Regions from separate parts of the Mus musculus genome. Here region 2 is linked to region 1. A link is a contact called in public HiChIP or PLAC-seq data. All regions are on one chromosome and are shown on one strand. The core of a region is the stretch at or near the end of the contact, and the rest is flanking DNA. Distances in the headings are between cores, read along the strand shown.

Region 1 (7,001 bases), core at 832-3,331:
ACAGGCTCGGGGAGGTGAAGCAGACGTGAGGCACAGTTGTATTCCCCTTAATGTCCCGAAGAAAGAGTGGGGCTCAGAGATTTTTAAAACACACGTCACACAAGCTCATGAGGGCCCAAGTCTAGACACGAATCTAAGTCTGAAAAAAAGGCTCTCACTCTCTCCTCAGCAAACTCTGGAAAAGGAGCCTGTTGTGTTCGCTCTCTAGTGTTCATTGTTCAGGCAGCAAGTCTACTTGGCTGTTTGGGGTGGGAGTTTGGGGCCTCCTATGTGCTAGGCAAATGCCCTGCCACCGAGCTTCGGCCCCAGCCTCCCTGGCTACTCCTTTGGTTGGCTTACTTTTGAGACAGGATCCCCTTATATCGCAGATTGATGTTGAACTCTGGATCCTCCGGTCTCTGATGCCTGGGGACTGGGACTACAAGTGTGAGCTATGGGTGTGTCTTTGTTAGCCGGTTGATTGGCTGGTTGTGATGCTGAAGATTGGACACAGGGTTTGTTTTTTTTTTTTTTTTTTTTTTTTTTTGCATGTGATAGGTAAGTGTTCTGCGATTGAGCAGCATTTCCAGCCCTAGATGATTCAATGAAATGCAATATATCCCAACGAATGGTCTTTTAGTTTATGGTTAGACAAAGTGAGCTGTAAGCCTGCTTGTTTGCTTGCTTGATATGATTTTAACGTATAGCCCAGGTTAGCCTAAAACGCACAGTCCTTCTGCCTCAACCTCCCCAGTGCACCATCTTGCCCAGCAGACTAACCACATTTTAAAGGGGTCCCAGGAGCCAGATATGATACCTCACACTTGTAACCACAGCATTTATCAGTCGGGAGGGAAGTGAGTTGGAGGCCAGCAACGTGGCAACATTGAGTCTCTAAAAAAGAAATCAGATACGTGAATAAATACGTGGACGGAAGGGCCTGGGAGAGGGGCATTGATGGAGATGGGCAATGAGACCCTTCCTCCCTCCCAGGACGAGGCTCAGCACAGTCAAAATCACTCCCCTCCAGTCCTGTAAGACCCCAGGTCTCTGTGGAGCAGCCCCAGCCTGCCGTGGTAATTTCCGAAGCCAGCACCTGGAAGGCTCACAAATCCTCTGTTCATGCTCAGACATATAAATTGCATTAGCAGAGAGGAGAGCTACGCTTCTTGTGGTGTGCTCGGAGACGCGGCACCGCCATCAAGTATACACCCGTGATAACTCTCAGGCCTGGCCTGACTCCAGGGGAGTCGAGCAGGGGGGTGAGCCTTTCTCAGCCTCTCCAATCTTCTTCAGACAAGTATGAAAGGAGCTGTTTTCTTCCTAATAGGGCCCTGGCTGTGGTGGGGCTGGAGCAGACGGCACACCTCAGGTCCTTTAGTGAGAATGTACAAGTCGACTAAGAGCCTGGGCCTGGATAGTCTGAGGCACATGCACATTACGTATCTCTCCTTGCACACGGCCCAGAGCTGCTCATGTCTTCCCACTTTGAACCCTCCAGCTAGCCGTTCATTAGTATTCCAAAAGCACTGTATTTTTCTCTCCATCTCCGTTTATATCAGGGATCTGCTATTTCAGCTCCTGGTTCTGAAAGATTCAGCTATAAACTGAAAACAGACTTTTAATTCGGTCCCCAAATCCAGACCAGGACAGAAGACGGAGAACGGGGCCAGTGACTTTAAGAGATCTGACAGCAAGTTTAAGCCAGGCCTAGATTCTAATCTCAGTTCCTGCTCTTGCTAGCTGTGTGGTCTTAAGGAAGTCACCGGACTAAGTGAGCCTCATTGCTATGTCAGAGTTGGTGCGTGTGAAAGGAGTGGGGAGGGAGGGAGGAATAGAAGAAGAAAGGGAGAGATTGTACTCTGCACGGGGATGATATGAAGGTATGGGGTGGGCTCTAGAAGTTAGTAGCATCTACATATATGATCGATATAAATCTACCCTAAAGGAATATATTTTGACAGGTGAAAAGCCAGGCTAGGATTATGGGAGAGATTGAATGATAGAGCCAGGGGTATCTTTAAGACAGTGAAACTATTCTGTATGATACAGTGACAATGGGTACAAGTCATAAGAATGTACAACATTCTGATGTAACTATGAGCTTAGTAACAATGTACCAACATCAGCTCTTCAGCTCTTCAGCTCTCACTGACATAATACACAAGATGGACATGGTGGATCTGAGAACCGCCTTCGGAATAGACATAGCAACTCTCTCTTCTTATCAGTCTTTCTTCTGTATTGTCCATTTGGGTGGGTGGATGGTTTTTGCTTGTGGTGTTTGCTGGCTTGCTGGCTTACGAGATACTATGGACTGGCTCCAGGGCTGGTACATCCAAGCCAAGCACACAACTACTGAGCTACATCCTCAACCCCCTGTCAATTTTTCTGATAAAATTAAACCTGCTCTAAAATAAAATTTCAGAAAAAAAAACCATGTCAGAACAGAGCAGAATGTTGGAAAGAATATTTGAATTCTCCATGTAGACAAAGCTGATCCCAAAGTCACAAAGACAATGGCAGCATGATGCTTAGAACCCAGTTTGGAAAGAATGGTGAACCCAGGGTTATCTGTGATTTACCCAAGGGTTGGGGGAGATATATCAATGCCACCACTCTCAGTAATAAGCAGCTGCATCGTCCCCAGTCAGACGTAAAGCAGTAATAAGAACCAAGACAAGAAATGAAGATGTGAATTAGCACCACACAGCAGACTGGAGAGAGGGCGTAGATGCCGATGAGGTCCAGCTGTCTTGGACAGGACCGGTGAGTGAGTGGTTGGTTGATTGATTAGCTGATTGATTGATGGGGAGGGTAGCAGAGGGAGAGGAGTCTGGGGAAGGCTGAGGTTTCTGTTTCCCAGCTCTGTGGGTGGCGGATCCATTCTTTCAGAGATCTGGAATGAAGGAGGACCAGATCTGAAGACACCATGACCTGGCCAGCTGCAACATGCTTGTGAGAGGAGCATCATAGCGTGTGCCCTGGGAAATGAATCCTGGAATCTTTCTGACCTGGCCTTTCAGGACTCGGGGGAGAGATGTTGGTCACCGTCTACAAACTTGAGCCCAAGCATGCGTGCTTAGGGCTAGCATAGGGGCTATATTAGTACTACACTGAGGGTCATGTTCCTGTATCTGCCCCCACTGGACGTTCATAATGGCTGAGGAGTTCTGAAGGTCTTAGTGCTTTATTATAAAGATGAGGGGAAGGTACGGGAGAGATGAATCAGCAGTCAAGAACACTTGGCTTCTCTTACAGAGAACTGGGGTTCAATTCCAGAGTTCGAAACTGACCTGTAAGGGTCAGTTACAAGGGACCCTATGTACTCTTGGACCCTACTTCCTCTGGCACTCAGCACACACCAGAGGCAGATGGATCTCTCTGAGTTGGAAGCTAGCTTGGTCTATATAGGGAGTTCAGGGCCAGCCTGGTCTACAGAGCAAGCTCCAGGACAGCCAGGGCTACACAGAGAAACCCTGACTCGATAACAAAACAAAACAAAGCAAAACAAAACAAACAACAACATGGAAAATATCCAGAAAGACTCTCTTTTTCACATAAACATATTCAGGTAACACACATAAAATAAAATAAGCTGAATAAATACTTTAAAGGGGTGGGTGGTGCTGGAGAGATGGCTCCAAGCAAAATGGCTCAGAGCACTTGCTGCTCCTGCAGAAGACCTGAGTTCAATTCTCAGAACCCACCTGGTGGCTCGCAATCATCTATAACTCCAGTCCCAGGGGATTCACTGCAAGCACACGGTGCACAGATGTACATGCAGGCAAAATGCCCTCACACATGAAATAACAAAAATAGATAAATCTTTTTTTTTTTTTTTTTTTTTTTTTTTTTAATGATCAGGGGCAGGTCAAGACCTGGAAGAAGGTGCCACTGCCATCCAGGATCATATAGCGGCCTTCTCTCACAGAGAACTTGCAATACCTCACAGCAATGCTCTGTTCCAACAGTCTTTCCACAAAACCTTTACAGTCTCCCGAACATGATGACTCCACTCCCAAACCTTATCCAGAACCCAGATGAAGGGGCCCAGGGAACCAAAGATGTTCCTTGGTTGGCAAGAGAATCTTTCTGGATATTTTCCAGTTGTTTGATGTTCATTTGTTTGTTTTGTCTTGTTATTTAGGCAGGTTTTATTTGTGTAGCCCTGGTTGTCCTGAAACTCACTTTGTAGATGAGGCTGGCCTAGAACTCACTATGTAGACAAGGCTAGCCCCAACTCAGAGGGCACTCCATCTTGTTCTGGCTTCCTGGTGCTGGAATTAAAGAAGCATGCCATCTTGCCCAGCCACAAACATTTTTTAAAGTAAAACTATGGAGGAGCCATACTTTACAGCTTGAGACAAGCTTGTTCAACCACCCTCCAAAAAGGCTAAACCAGTTTCATGCCCGAGCAACATACAAAGCTCTGAACTTTGCTGTGAGATTTTTGTTTTGTTTTGTTTCACTTGCTTGCTGGTTAGGTTTTTATTTGTGGTGTTGGTGGTGGTGGTGATTTTTGGGGGTTTTGGTTGTTTGGGTTGGTTTCTTTCTTTCTTTCTTTTCTTCTTTGGTTTTGTTTGATTTTAGTTTTAGTTCTTGAGCTTGGTTTTGTTTTGTTTTTTTGTTTTTTGTTTTTTTGTTTTTTTGTTTTTTTTTTTGAGCACAGTTCTGCTATGATGCTCACTATAGAACATAAACTAGGTTCAAATTCATGGTAGTCCTCCTGCCTCAGCCTCCTGGGAACTGGGATTACAGTGTGTTTGCATGACCATGAGTGACTGCTAAAGTCTAATTCTTGAAGAACTTGTTATGGCTAAAGCCCTGTCAGCACAGGTCACTTTTCATGGAGATGGACGTAGATACCTGTCTTAGGGAAACTTTGACATGATGGGTGCTCATCTTTCAAGAGAACAGGGTGAGCTGAAAGAGTCCTCACCTGGATAAAAACAAAACAAAAACAAAGAAAGAAATAAAGAAAGGAAGGAAGGAAGAAGGAAAGAGAGAGGGGGGGAAGGAAGGAAGGAAGGAAGGAAGGAAGGAAGGAAGGAAGGAAGGAAGAAAGAAAGAAAGAAAGAAAGAAAGAAAGAAAGAAAGAAAGAAAGAAAGAAAGAAGGAAAGAAAGGAAGAAAGAAAGAAAAAGAAAAATAGGAAAAAGTCAGATGGTGGTGGCCAGCACTCATCAGGCAGAAGGATCTAAAGTTCAAGGCCAGCCTAGTCTATTAATCAAGTTCCAGGAACAGCCAGGGCTACACAGAGAAATCCTGTCTTGAAGGAAAACAAACAAACAAACAAAACAAAACAAAACAAAGCAAAAACAACAACAAACCATTTCTCCTGTTGCTGGTGGGCATGAAATTGGCCAATACCCAAGAACCACACCAACTATGCCATAGATTCAGAACCATCTCCCCACAGAATGGCCAGATGCCCTCAAAGGTTTTAGTATAAGATGTTCAATTTAGCATCACTCATAGAAGCAATGCATTCAGACATTGCTGAAGCATCCAATGAGAGTAGCTACAAAGACTTACAAAAATAGAATATTGAGCTAACGTTGAATATATTAAAAAAAACTTAATGATGTAGCGAAAGGACTCTTGACATTCAAAATGAAAAATGATAGCTAGAATATAGTTCAGTTGACAGAGTTCTTGCCTAACAGGCACAAAGCCCTGGATTTGACAGCCAGTACCCTAGAAACCATGGCATGTGACTATCACCAAGTCAGGAGAATCAGAAGTTCAAGGCCATCCTCAGCTACATATCAAGTTTGGGGCCAGCCTGGACTACATGAGGTGCTGTCAGAAAGAAAGGGGAGACAGAAAGAGGGAGGGGGAAAGATAAGGAAAAGAATCAAGAGAGAATGGAGGAAGAGGAACATATTAAAGAAAGCACTTAGACCAGCTGGGGCAGCTAGAAGACAGAGCCCTACAGATAGGGGGTTGGAGGCTAGCCTGGACTACATGAGGCCCTGGGAACTGAACTTACTCCATAAAAAATCCAAGTTTGTCACTTGTGGCTGTGTGTCCTCAGAAAGGTACTAAACTCTCTGTGTCCAGGGGGGCTACAGGAAGGAAGCATTTGGGCTGGGGCTTGCTGGTCCGGATGTCAGATGTGCCTCTGTCAACTTACAGAAACCAACACTCCATTCCACACAAATGAGATGGAAAGGCAACCAGTGCTTTCCCTTGGCTGACATGTTTTAATACTATGATTATTCTGCAGTAAATTAAGAGCTATAATCACTCTGAGTGAACGTCTTTCTAGAACACTGTGGAGTGTCTTGATTTTTTTTAAATGGCATCTATTAATTACAAGTGGCCTTCTCTCTTAGCTAAGGCTTCGTGAGCTTGGTGGCCCGTGAGGGCAGATGCTCCTCCTCTGACTCAGTGCTGCTTCCCAGAAGGCAGGAGAGGGCCCGGCACAAAGCCAGCACCCAGGCAGCATGGAAGTCCCAGAGGCTGTGCAGTGGGATGCTCTCAAAGTCAGAAAGGGAGGCTGAGCCTTTGCCTCTCAGGAATGGACCCAGACAGTGCAGGAGTTTCCGAGTGTCCCTTCTCCACTCTATTCTCCAGATGCCACTGTTCCTACAAGACTTGCCTGTGAATGCTCGGACCTTGAGATCTGAGAGCAGATCCTGTGGGGACCTTGGGAACTTGACTGCTGGGGCGATGTAAACAGAGCTGGGTGATACACTCGGTCACTTCTGATGCACACATACCGTGTGAGACTGGAATCCCCATCCCCACAGTACAAAGCAAACCAAAGCTGAGCAGAGTGTGAGGGCTGACTGCTGTGGGTGCTAACAGTGCCAGGAAAGTCTGAATGCTAAGATTAGGGCTGGAACCGCTTGCTCAGAACCGGGTCATGGCTAAGGGAGACGGCTCCGCAGATAAAAGGCGCCTGCCTCCAAGTCTGACGATCTGAATCTGATTCTCAGAACCTACACGAAGGAAGGGCAGAACCCATTCCAGCAAATTATCCTTTAACCTCCATACATGTGCTATGTTCACACA
Region 2 (6,539 bases), core at 2,538-5,037, 190 kb before region 1:
GGTGGAGATGACTGTCAGGTGGCCAGGTCTGGAAATTTGCCTTTGTAAAAACAAAATGGTTAAAGGAAGGAAAATGTGAAAGGCAAGAGGAAAAAGGGCCCATAAAGACAGCTGCTTCCATGAAGCGGCAGAGCTAAGAACACACAACCAGGAAAGCACAGCCCTTGGGGCCACCCAGTCCTGCTGTGCAGCTCAGAGGGCGGGGTCTCTGGTGCAGGGGAGGTCAGGGGTAGGTGGGGACTGACCGGGCAGTGTCTCCCAGACGTAAGCTGCCCACTGCTGCATCTTTTCCACAGACCCCCTCAAGAGGTAGGATACAGGGACCTGGGGTCTGGCTCAGGAGACACAGATCTATGCAACCCCTATGTTGAGTGGCACTGGCAGCTCCCTGGACCCTGGTCTTCTCATGTGTGCCTCGAGAAAATGCCCTCTCTAACCACTTAATGTCCTCCTCTTCCGGACACTTGCTCACATAAGCTTCCATCTCGCGTCTCGCTGTCTCCTGTGACCAGAATCATTGAAAGTGGCTCTGTGAGTGCATTTAACCAAGTGCTGGCTGCAGCCTGCAGCCCATCGGCTCCATCCCACTGAACAATAGCTCAGGAAGAGATAAAAGGCATTCATCAGACAGCCAGGCCCAATTATCATGTCACACTGAATGAATGTATTTTAAAATCTTTTCTGACAAGAAAATGTTCCAAGTAGGTACCTTCAAATTAGCTGGAAAATCCAGAAAATTTGCTATTAGACCTTTTTTTTAAGAATCTTTATTCCCCCCTACTGTTCCGAAGGAATTCCTTGGGTGTTAATAATTCCTTCTAAGAGTCTGCCCCTGTGCCTCCCGCTGGGACTGGAATATTCTAACTGCCTGCCCCACTCCCCAGAAGCCACTACAGGGACAATGTAAACTGTGGCTCTGGTGTGAATCACTTGTCCATCAGCTACCTTCAAGTGTCAGGTGCAATTCAGTTCTGTTCTGCCAGCACTCCCAGACCTCTGTTTATCGTCCATTAGCCCTGCCAGAGTGGAGTCCACCCGGGTGACCTTGAAGGGAGACCTCCACCTAAGGCCACATTTTCAAACAGCAAGTTGATTTTGAAACCAAATCTGACTGCTTATCTGTGTGACCTTGAACAAGTGACTTCACTTCTGAGTCCCTTTTTTTTTTTTTTTGCTTTACCTCTAAAAGTCAGGAGATGTCACCAAATTCCTGACACACTACACTGTAGTGAGGAGGGACCTTTTCCTGGAGACGCAGAGGCTTTCCCTCTGGCCCACAGTGTGATCAGGACTGGCATGTCAGGCTGGTTTTGTGGCTGGGGGGTGTGAGTTCCTCACAGCACATAACTATTCATCTTTATTACTAGAATCCTGTAGCAGGTGGCTCTCTGGGCTGAGAGGAGAGTTCTCTGTCCTAATGAGAAACTGCAGCTTGCAGGAGTTCAAGATTTGGAGAAGGGAGAACAGGTGCTCGGTGGGTGGGAAATTGAACTGTGGAGTCAGTTTGTAAATGAGAATAAAGTGGCTTGCTTCACCCCAACCCCTTCATGGTTTTTGCTTGCCTGCTCGATGTGGTGTTTGTTTGTTTTCACAACAAAGTCTCCTGTAGGCTGGCCTTGAGCTTACTATGCAGCCCAGGGTGACCTTGGCTTTTGATCTTGCATCATCGGACATGCCAAGCTTATGTGGCACTGGGGAACACAAACCCAAGGCGTTCGTGTTTGTCCGTGTGTTTGATGCCTGCTTGGCAAGCACCCGGCCCACTACACTGCAACTCCAGCCTTTATTCAGGGGACAGGCAGTTGTTAGGGTCCTCGTTTGCAGTGGCAAAACCGCAGGGTCTGCTGAGCCGTGTGTCCCGCTCTGGGAAGAACAAAACATCCTCCTCCGTTACAGGACCGACTGCGTGGAGCACCATGCTTTCTCTACACCTCTCTTTGTCTGTTTCACTCTGACAATTAACAGGAGACGTTTCAGCTCTTCTGCCAGCACCCAGGGACGTGGAGCACAGACAGCAGAACCCTGCTAGGAAGACACCGCACATTTCCACAGTCCTGCCTTCCCTCGAACAGCCAAGGGAGGCTTCAGGCCAGGAGGTGACCTCCGACTCCCCTGCATTTTCTGAGTTTCATAGCAGTATGTCCAGCTGACCCATGTAGATATCCCTGGCTGGCTGGAAGCATGGGGATTACCTAGTGTATAGAGATCTGTTTTCTAGCGTCTCTCATAGCCGATGTGCTAGGTCCATGGGGTCTTCAGAGGTGCTTGCTGCCCTTCACAGTCCACAAGGGACGCCAAATGAATGTATAGGTCACGTATAGAACTCATCTGCCCTGTCACAGATAGGGAAACTAATGCCTAAAGATGAGTTTCCCTTCCACTGATGGCTACGTCATGGCAGAGCCCATGAGACAAACAGACACACAAAGACATTGATGTCATCCATGTGGCTTTTGAAAGACAGGCAGGAGAGGATGGGAGTTGCATCTGGCCAGTGGGAAAAGCCTGGGAAAGACCATGCTTAGGAACACGGGAGACTTTTAGCTGGATTCAGCTAGGATGAAGGAGTGTGAGAGCCGGAGGAGCAGCCAAGGCAGTCAAGGTAGGCTGTGCAATGAGCTGAAGAGGCGTGGCACCACGTGACTGTTGAGAGAATGGGAAATAGCAGGAGGGCAGGGTTAAGAGTTTGATCATCATGGAAAGCTAAGTGTTGGATGAAGTTCACAGACAAGTCAGTCCATCTAACACCGAGTGAGATGAGCAAGTCCAGGCTGGGCCCCCTGCCAGAATCTGCATCGTGTGGGAGAGGGGAAATGGAATCTAGGAGGCAGCAATAGGAGATCATCACCCTGGGCCAGGCACAGGCTGCTCCTTCCTGGGCATCTCTCCTCTGAGCGCTTCGAGGCAACACCTTTGAGAGACAGCCGCAGAGGCCCACCGCTGCCAGCTCCTTCCTTATCTCTCTTGTAAACACAGATGTTTTACCGCCTTGTCAAAGGCAAGGCTCTTCCAGCCTACCCTGGGGAGAACAGAAATTTCAACCCCTTCAGCCTGGACACATGCCAGATGAGATCTCTGCCTTACACTCAGAATTGCAGAAATCTCTTCTTTGAAAGCCGAGGAAGGCCACCCCAGGCCTGGCGGCTGTGTGCAGGATAGATGGGATTCGGATAGAAAGCCATCTCCCTCCCTTTGGACCAAAGGTACTGATGGAAGGCTGGGCTGCACAGGGCTGCAAACCTCTGCTGTGAGGGAACTTCTCCAATAACGGGAGTTAATTCCCGAGAGTGCCTTTTGCTCTCCTGTCCGGTGATTTCAGACATTACTGGAGGATCACCCTGCACCTTTTGAAAGCCCTCAATGTCACCAAAGCCGAACTGTAGGGTGTATTCTAGGCTTCAGGCCCTTCCCTGCCACCAGGACCCATTAGTTATCACAGACCTGGTACAGAAAGCCACAGAGCTGCTCCTAGAACATGGACACCCCCATCAAGGACTGTGGAGTCACTTCAGTCATGGGCCATCCATTGTCTGGTTTAATAGCAGCTTCCTGTCACAGTCTAAACAATGTTCCAGAAAAATCCCATTCCTGGGGCCTAGTCAATGGCTGCCTGTTGGCTGTTGGGTGTGGTGGACTCAGCTTGGTGATGAGGTCTCTAGATCCACCTAGTCCATCATCCAGTAGCTTTGGGATACAAGCAGATATCTGATGTCTCTGTACCTCTTCCTCTTTTGTAAAAGCAAGAGGCGTTACATAGATCCTGGGAACCGTTGCCTCTATCCAGTGGTGCCTCTACAAGGCAGAGTCCCCGCCTCCTGAGCCGTAGACCTCCTGTTTCCCAGGAGTCAAACAACCACCCCAAGAAGAGCCAGAGCTAAATGAGATCATTTATGTTAAAAGCTTTGTAACTGGAAATGGTTGGCGTACAGCTTGGTGGGGATCTTGCAGAACCCTTTGAACCAGATGATGGAGTTACATCTATTGGCCAGGGAGTGGCAGCTACAGTCCAGGCCTGAGTTGAATGAGGGAGGAGCTTTGGGTATATGCTGGAGAGGCGGGGGTAAGGGTGGGGGTGAGATCTGAGGCAAGAGTTAGGGTGTAGCGATATCTGCCTATGTTAAGTGAAGACAAATGTCACTGGGCTCCGTCCAGAGGGTGACGGGAAAACATGGAAGGTGTTGGCGTGGGAACATGGCAGAAGCAGAGATATGAATCAGAAAAAGCATCCTGGTAGCTTGTGTGGAGGGCAGAGGGGAGGGTGACAGGCTGAAGAGGCCGACTCATAGTCGGTGAGGTCTAGGTGAGGGGATGAAGAGGCCTCAACAAGGCTCAAGTGACTGGGGTCTGGGTCACTGGGGTCTTGGCTCTCTTGTTTATCTCATACACTACCAGAGGCTTTCTACTGAGGACAAGGCCCAGGAAAAGAGCTTTTCTTGCAAGAACTGGCTGAGCACGGCCCCACCCCCAGCACCTAGAGGCCCAGCTCTGTCTTGGGCCCCGACTTCTTTGAAGTCATCAAACAGATCACCCCAAAGACAAATCACCCCAAGAGCTCATTTGTGCTTGCCACGCTGTGTGAGCGAGTGTTTTTTTTTATCACACCATCTTAATATTATATAACATTTCAAGTCACTTTGTCCCTTTTAAGAGGACAGAGGTCATGGGGTGGGAGTGGGGGTGCCCCCCTCAACTCCTTTGGCCCCTGCTGTGTGAGGCAACAGGGTTGCCTGCACCATGGGATGTTTGAACACACAAGCTGATGTCCCTGAGACCAGAGCTCTTCCGGCCACACTCTTGTCGACGTTCCCTCTGGTCCCCTTCCCCCCCCCCCCCCCCCCCCCCCGCCGGCCCTGTGACGGCTGCAGTCGATATCTGCTTTAATGTGGTTGGTCTCATTAACATGGACTGGATTAAGCGGCCCACATGGGCTTTTCAATTAGGAAGACAAGTTTCTGCCCGTGTTTACAAAGGGATTACGCTCAGCTCGCCTCTCTTTCCTCCTCCCTCCCTCTGCTTCTCTCCTCCTCCCTCCTCCCCACTCCCTTTCTTCCTTCCTCCCCTCCCCTCTCCTCCCCCTCGTTTTCTTTTTATTTCTCCTTCCTTCTCTCTCTCTTCCCTTTTCGCATGGTTCATAAATAAACTGGTTTGCCTCTTTCTCCTTTGGGGCCGTGTGGAAATTAGGGCTGAGATGGGCAGGAGTTTGTTAGCATCATCAAGCCATCCTAGGAGACAGAGACTCCCAGTGCCCAGCCATGCGTGACTGTTGCAACCTGTGCGTGCATGCCTCCAGCCCCCAGCTCACGTAAGGAGCCAGCCCTCTCCACAGGCTCTGACCACAAGAAACATCTTTTCAACGGCGCTATCACCTATTCCAAGTCCCCCTACCCAGCTAGCTTCCCAGAGCCCACCCATGCTAGGGACCACTGCTCTCTAGGATCTTTGCAAGGGAGAGGCAAGTCTCACACTGAGTCCTAGGAGAGCCTCTGAGCTCTCTGTGGGAGAACCCGTTGTTCTCTCTGGCATCCTTGTTTTCTATGCTTCTCTCTGGCATCCAGGCACTCCCCCAGCCCCGCAAGGACACGCGAGTATAGTTTCCCTCACGTTGTGAGGGAGCTTTTGTTCCCTTTCCCTGGATTAAGAATACACCCTAATCATTACTCCACACGGCTTATCCCCCCACCCCCACCCCGCAACGCAGCCCTGCTCGAGAGCTTTGGAGTGTGTGCCACGCGGCAGTGTCCTGGCTCGCTTTGCTGTCGGCCGCGCTGAGCCTCTGCCCTGCCTCTCTCAGGTCCTCACAGCATCTTTGTTTTGTGCCTTTTTCCTGCTACTGGACAATTTCCACGCAATAAATTCCCATTAGTGAGACACCTGCATCATTTATCTTGATTTGGCTTTGGGGACACAATGTTGGTTGTTCCCAGGTAATGTCCACACTGGGCAGGCTGCCATCCCTCTCCCAACCCCCAGGGCAGATCTGACTGCCATCCCTCCCCACCACCCCCTCCAGGGCAGATAACCTCTCCTGGAAGTGCCACCCACACCCGGCATTCTGTGTTTTTGTAGTTTTCCTGAAATAAAGCCATCTCAAGGTTGTTTTAATGCGTCTTTCACTCTTGATTAAAGAAAAACAGAAAAGAAAGTGGAGGAAAACACCTCCTTCCTTGAGTCTGTCACCATCTTTCTCTGGAGAAATTGTCTGTGTTTGCTCATCTACATATTGAAGTATTGATTTTTTTTTTCCTTAAAAACCCCAGGGAGATCTGTGTCTGCTTCTGGTCAGGCATTCCGTTGCACAGTCATTATCGGTGTATTATTTTGTCTTTGTTACTTGATGACAGGTCCTCATCCTGTAGCTCAGGCCGTCCTGAAACTCACAATGTAGCTAGCCCATGTTGGCCTCCAACTCATGGCTATCCTCCTGTCTCCACATCCCAAGTCCCGGGATTACAGGTGTGATCCACCACACCCAGATGGTCACTTTCACCATAATTGTGCTGTTTTTATTTGCTGCCCCTAGGTAGCCACCGCTGAGGACC

What was found. HiChIP or PLAC-seq counts read pairs in DNA pulled down with a chosen protein or histone mark.
Region 2: a contact with region 1 is called in an H3K4me3 HiChIP or PLAC-seq map of the SCID.adh cell line, with 10 read pairs. The contact joins two enhancer-like sites. A contact is called at or near these places in 3 of 484 Hi-C or Micro-C datasets (the HPC-7 cell line and embryonic stem cells), 9 of 115 datasets of contacts at active chromatin or transcription factors (the SCID.adh cell line, embryonic basal ganglia, embryonic forebrain and 2 more) and 1 of 9 other capture datasets (embryonic stem cells).

The regions. Positions count from the first base shown.
Region 1 is chr4:45,569,166-45,576,166 of GRCm38.p6, reverse strand. No RefSeq gene overlaps it. Among named protein-coding and RNA genes, the nearest start is that of Gm22055, 24 kb to the right of the region's middle. Within about 2 kb of position 2,081, at least 7 of the 459 cell types and tissues checked have an H3K27ac peak or open chromatin away from gene starts, as enhancers often do. A contact at or near this core is called in the SCID.adh cell line, where this site is marked.
Region 2 is chr4:45,764,454-45,770,992 of GRCm38.p6, reverse strand. No RefSeq gene overlaps it. Among named protein-coding and RNA genes, the nearest start is that of Gm12409, 3.5 kb to the right of the region's middle. Within about 2 kb of position 3,787, at least 13 of the 459 cell types and tissues checked have an H3K27ac peak or open chromatin away from gene starts, as enhancers often do. A contact at or near this core is called in the SCID.adh cell line, where this site is marked.